Linked DNA regions of Mus musculus: region 2 is linked to region 1. A link is a contact called in public HiChIP or PLAC-seq data. All regions are on one chromosome and are shown on one strand. The core of a region is the stretch at or near the end of the contact, and the rest is flanking DNA. Distances in the headings are between cores, read along the strand shown.

Region 1 (3,086 bases), core at 358-2,857:
TAGTTTGCTTCTATTGTAGCTCTGTAAGTGGTGACTCAAAAGTCTGTAGGCTATGTCTTTGGAAGCTATATCCATCATCCTTCTTTGTAAGGTCCCCCCTATGTAGAAATATTTTGTTTACCTTAAGTAAATGAGACCCCACAGATAGGTTATGTTTGTCAAGACCTGTACTCACTGTGATAACTATGAACACACAGCCGCAGAAAAGTCACCTTTCCACACTGCTTAGTAGCCATGAAAATTACAATAAATCTATGAATCACTTTGAAACATTATTTAATCCTGTGGTTGAGGTGTATCAAGAAAACAAAGAGTCCCAGTTATTTCCTGGAAAACTGTTAACTGAGTATAGTTTTTAAGTCTTGGTACCTATCCAGGTACTTTTATCTGAACACATTAAATAGTTAATTACAGTATTTGTGGATACAGTTACAGAAATTGGCAAAAAGAACAAAACTTGTAATCCTCAGACATCTATATAGAAACAGAATGTATGGGTCTCCCCTGTGAGTCAGTCCATGTACATCGGAATCCAAGATAACTCAATTTCTGCTGCAGGCTTCTTAGGTGCTCAAGCTCAGCGAGATAGCACTCCAACCAAACAAGGTACCACTGCTCTCTTTCCACAGAAATGGGTTCCTTCTAACTAACTCCACAAGATGGAAGCTTGGTGACTCTTCTTCTAGCTTTGTAAACCAAGCATAGTGGTGGAAATGAGTCCTCGCCCGCAGGACTGAGAGTCAGACCTTGAAACCATCCCCATCTTCTCAATATGTTTAAGCCTCACTCTGCACACTTTGCTGTGTGCTCTGTACATCACCCGTCTGTCCCTTCAGCATCTTGCCAAGTCTTCATCAACAATAAGATAATGCGGAAAAGAGCAAGAACATTCTAAATCAGAATTAAGGATTCTTTCCTCAATCTGCATACTTCCTACATTAAAATGCGTTAGACTATTACATTTTATTAAACAACTGTAAGGAGTTTGAGGTTCCAAGCCTAGTCATTAAAGCCACAAGGTGTACCATCCATGACTTTCAAAGGGAATTCAGCAAATGAGAAATATTAGTGTGGGTGAATTTGTCTTGTACTGTATAGTATAACTATATGTAGTATATAACATAACGTAGTGTAATGGATGAAGGAGAACCACATTGCAGGGAAAGGGCAACTCAGGAAGGCATCTGTAGCTTGCCATATCTCTACTTTTTTCAGCCAATAATTTGAAGTCAGTGTATATAAAGCTGAGATGAAAATATCCATTTAGGGAAGCTGAGATGAAATGACTTGCAATCCAAAGAAGAAAAGAGGAAGAGAAAGGGGTAGGAGAGGGCACAGGGAGGGAAAGGAAATGGAGAAGGGAGAGGAGACAGGGAGGGAGAGAACTGGAGAGAACTTTAGTCACAACACTGTTTTTATCTTATTCTCATAAATTACATAAAATAAAAATCCTAAACTAGTAACCCCAAAAAGCAGAAAGGAAAAAATATTTTATATTAGATAAATTTGTTTTGGTTAAATTTTGTACCTCTGCAGCTGTTGTGATTTCCCAAGGGTCTTGTGCAGTTAGTGGATGGTTTCTGTTAATTCTAAGCTTTGGTTTCTCTTTCAGTTCTATCTTCATGCTAACTCCATGTGAAAAACAATTGGGAGGGCTTTAACAGAACATGTAGCTCTAGAACCTCTGGGGCTAACGGGAGACCCTGCATTCATCCGCCTGACTGGCAGGATGGGATTTGATGGGCTCCCTGCTGAGTGCAAGTGCTCTTCAGACTGGCTTTCTAAATATATCCACGGAAGGAAATGAAGTCTGTGTCATCAGGCTATCTGCAGTATGTAAAGCAAAAACCACCCAACATTTTAGTGCATTGATATTTGTTTGTTTGGAAGATGAGCCAGGCTAACTTCTTACTCATTTATGTAATTCAGGCTGGCCTTGAACTCCTGATTCTCTTATCTCCACCTACTCAGTGCTGGGATTGTGGGTGTGTACCACCACACCGTATGATTAACACTCAGTGATAAAATCCAAATACAGCAGGCTGGAGATATAGGTCAGCCAGTGCAATGCTTACCTCACAGGACAAATGTTTAGCGCTGAAACTATGTAAAAATAACTAATTAAAATTTGTCATCCCAGTGCCGGGGAGGCAGAATCCTCTCAGGAGGATCCTCGGGGGTCACGGACCAGCCAGTGTAGACTCTGAAAGACCTTGTCTCAAAGGACGTAGATGGTTTCCTCAGAATGACACCAGAGGTTGTCCTTTGGTCTCTACATACATACACAAAGACATGCGTGAACACACACAAACATACATACACATTCAGTTTAATAAAACAAATATACCAGCTCAGTTGATGTCTATGGATTTCATAAAATACATGTATTATACTTTACAGCTACTCTCAAGAACCCCTTTTCATGTATGTGCATGTGAGCTTGCATATGTACACAGAGCACTAATGTCAGGAACTAGCCTTTATCACTCCACACTGCATTCGATGAGCCAAAGCCAGAACTCAGAAACATACTGGCCTTACTAGAGGACTGCCCTGCTCTGGGCATCTCCATCCTCTGCTTCCCAAGGCTGGACCTACAGGTGGGCCAGCACACCCACTAAGCATCAGCTAGGTTCTGGGGATCGCACCTCCAGTCCTCATGCTTGTGTAGCAAGCTCTCATCTGCCAAGCCATTTCTCCAGCCTGAGAGCTTATTTAAGCCCACGATGAAAATTGTGTTTGAGCCAAGACCAAGGACACTGACCCGACTTCTATACAGGTGTGTTCCTGTCTAGCCTAGCAGTTGCTTCCAGCCCCTCTGTCTTGGAGGGCTTTTAGTAGTTTCTTATCACTGCCTATGATCACTGAAAAAAGAAACCTGAATTGTTCTTTTCCTATAACATTCTTGGTTCTTCCTTCCCACTAAAAAGCACACACTCGGCAAGCCCTGGGGAGTGCTTCGTTCCAGTGTAAGATGGCAGCTTCCCTGATGTAGAAACTTCGAATGGAGTATTTCCCGAGACTTTCCTTCATTTGTCTAGGTAGGTTTTCCTCCCTTAAGATTTACTTATTTTTATTTTATGCGC
Region 2 (2,858 bases), core at 189-2,688, 260 kb before region 1:
CGGCTTTTGTACAACATTATCTGAACAAAGCTTCCTCAGGCTGAAGCATGCCTGCCGTATTGATCGCCAGTCCCTGGTTTTGCACTTAGCTCTGCATGTGTGATCAATAAATGTTTGTTGGAGAATCCCTATGTATTGTAGCCTACTTGTAAGGGAACATATTTTCAAAGATGTGCTCTCCGCAGCCCAGGATGGCCTCCAAATTGCCATGTAGCATAGGCTGCCCTGAGCTTCTGACCCTCCTTTCCTGCCTCCCTCATTATAGGTGTATTATAGGATTCTAGGTGTGAGCCACCGGCCTGGATCCCACTTAGTTTTTATAATTAGGTTAGAAAAAATATAGATTAGGCCTATTTGCCTTATGTACTGAAATACCTCATTGTATCTTACCAGCTTTTTATAGTGTGTGATGCATATTCTTACCCTCTGAAGATTATGCACTTGTTTAGTTATTATTTTTTCCTTAGCTATGCTACTTTCTGTTCATTAACAAACCTCCTTTAGAAAAGAAGCAAAGGCAATAAGAATATGAGAGAGCTACTTCGATTTGCTTAATTTTCCATCTTATGTATTATTTATTCAACCACAAACTATGTTTTTAAAATCTCTCATGTCTCCCAAATATCAGGCACTATGTTACTTTTATTGTATTGAATTTATTAATGATTTATCATACACATAGCATTATGGATGGGATTAGGAATTGTACCTTGAGTTCAGGACTTTTTTTTTTTTTTGGAACAGCACACTTTAATTTTTGGAGTAATTTTGAAAAACTTATAGTTATTTAAATTTAAACCTTTTTAAGTTGCCATATTATCATAAAAATCAAAATATTAAGGAGTTGCAAAGGATCTAAATTCCACCATTTGTGACTGGGGAGCAAAGGAGTGCTCCCCAGTGGTGGTTAAAATGGAACATTTTCCCTAACAACCCCACCTAATGAACATTTATTAATATCCCTATTTGATTAAAATGTAATGAAGTTTTTCTCTTTAAAAAAAAAAAAAAACAGAGTCCAGAGGGATGCCGACATCCTGCCTCTTGCCACCATTTGCAAGTAGCTGAGTCACTTAAGGAACTTGTTCTGCCTCAGAGCATGGGTTGGGTTCGGCCTCAAGGGGTTTCCTGGAGAAGTTGGGAAAGTTAGAGGGGAAGACGGCTGGGGAACTCCACATGTTAAGCCTGAGAATCTCAAGGAGACAAAGCCAGATCCACAACTGCCCAGTTAATCAAGCTCTAGTTTGGGGTGCACCTAGGAGTGGCCAGCCAGCTGACTTACCCTGGGTTGGAATTTGAGGGAGCAGCACCTCCTGGTCTCTCGAAGCCCCTCCAACAAGGGACATAAAGTGTTCCCAGGAGCAAGAGAGTGGGTCTTATACACTGTTAGAAAGACACACTAAAAGCGAAGGACTGGGGAAGGATCATATCAGCTGCAAGCAGTTTACATCAGCTCTAAGAAACAGGAACTAATTCTTAATTACAAATAGAAACCTTACCTTGCAAGGACTTAATCCTGGACAAAAAAGGAAAAAAAAAAAAAAAAAAGAACTTTAACTAGGATTTAATACAACAAACAGGAACTGCTTTCAACTACAAATAGAAACTTTAACTTGCAAGGACTTAACACAGGGCAAACAGAAACTTAGTCTTAACTGTCTTAGACGCAAACAGAACCCTTAACTTGCAAGGTTCCTGTTTTGTCTTGCAAGTGCTGATCTGTTACAACCTCTTATTCTCCAGGAGAAACAATAGACCCGGGGAGGCCAGCACCTGCTGAGTCCAGCTTCAGGGTACAAAGTTCCAACGTCTTCCTGGAGCTGCAGATGTGGTGGTGTATGTAACCTTTTAAACCCCAGTTCTTGGGAAGCAGAGGCAGGTGGGTTCTGTGAGTTCCAGGGTAGCAAGTTCCATGCTCTGCCACCAGCCCTACACAGGAAGACCCTGTCTCAAAAAGGAAGGAGGAGGAGGAGGAGGAGGAGGAGGGGGAGGAGGAGGAGCAGGAGAAGGGGAGGGGAAGCGGAGGAGGAGGAGGTCATGGAGGAGGAGAAGAAAGAGGGAGAGGAAGAAACAAGGAGAAAGAGGAGGAGGAAGAAGAGGAGCAGGGGCGAATTGCAACAGCAGTACTAATAAATACCATATTTTATGTATTTTATATATACATGTCCCAAATTTAGTAACTTCTTTTCACTTATCTCTCATAGTTTTCACACTTTATTTTCTCCACACCATCTACACAGAATTTTATCTAAAATTTTAGATTAATTTTGTATTTTTTTAAAATTAAGGACAAAATTACCATCTCTTGTTTTGATTTGTACAACTAATTTCCATTTCACCAAGAAAATGGAAATAAATTCAATTTTATTTTATAAAAATGACACCTGGAAGGCTTCATTTTTGTTGCTCAGCATTGTAGGTAATAGAGTTTGATGAATGATGTAATCTCTAATAGTTTTAGGTGGCTCTTTGAGGTATTCGATCCCAGCTTTTAAGCCCCTGTTACAATAGTGAAATAATTTAATTCTGTGCAGCGCAATTATTCTCAACAACACAATAGCTTTTGGGGTGGTTGAACGTCCGTTTGTAAAGTACGGTTTGGAAGCAAGCCTCTGTGGGGAGGTGAACAGAGAGAAACACCGAGGGGCAAAGAAGAGAAAGAGAAACTTCTGACGTGTTTTAGGAACTATTCCTCTTTCTGACACAACATTAGGAATGAAGAAATTAACAAAAGGGAGAAATTTATAGGACCCGGTCTCCAGTATTATTGCCCAGCTCTCCACTTTCATGCAATCTGTGTCAAGGACTGACTGGTTCTGCCATAGAAGATGAGCAGGCGGTAAAGGCTACTTTTTCAG

The links. HiChIP or PLAC-seq counts read pairs in DNA pulled down with a chosen protein or histone mark.
Region 2: an H3K4me3 HiChIP or PLAC-seq map of bone marrow-derived macrophages shows a contact between it and region 1, with 7 times the contacts expected there. The contact joins two enhancer-like sites. A contact is called at or near these places in 4 of 115 datasets of contacts at active chromatin or transcription factors (bone marrow-derived macrophages, embryonic stem cells and large pre-B cells).

The regions. Positions count from the first base shown.
Region 1 is chr10:21,564,507-21,567,592 of GRCm38.p6, reverse strand. Gm33945 (a long non-coding RNA gene) reads left to right here. Exons shown (of 5, transcript XR_871483.2): 3 at 2,931-3,041. Among named protein-coding and RNA genes, the nearest start is that of Gm33892, 5.5 kb to the left of the region's middle. Within about 2 kb of position 1,607, at least 27 of the 459 cell types and tissues checked have an H3K27ac peak or open chromatin away from gene starts, as enhancers often do. A contact at or near this core is called in bone marrow-derived macrophages, where this site is marked.
Region 2 is chr10:21,825,916-21,828,773 of GRCm38.p6, reverse strand. No RefSeq gene overlaps it. Among named protein-coding and RNA genes, the nearest start is that of Platr6, 31 kb to the left of the region's middle. Within about 2 kb of position 1,438, at least 88 of the 459 cell types and tissues checked have an H3K27ac peak or open chromatin away from gene starts, as enhancers often do. A contact at or near this core is called in bone marrow-derived macrophages, where this site is marked.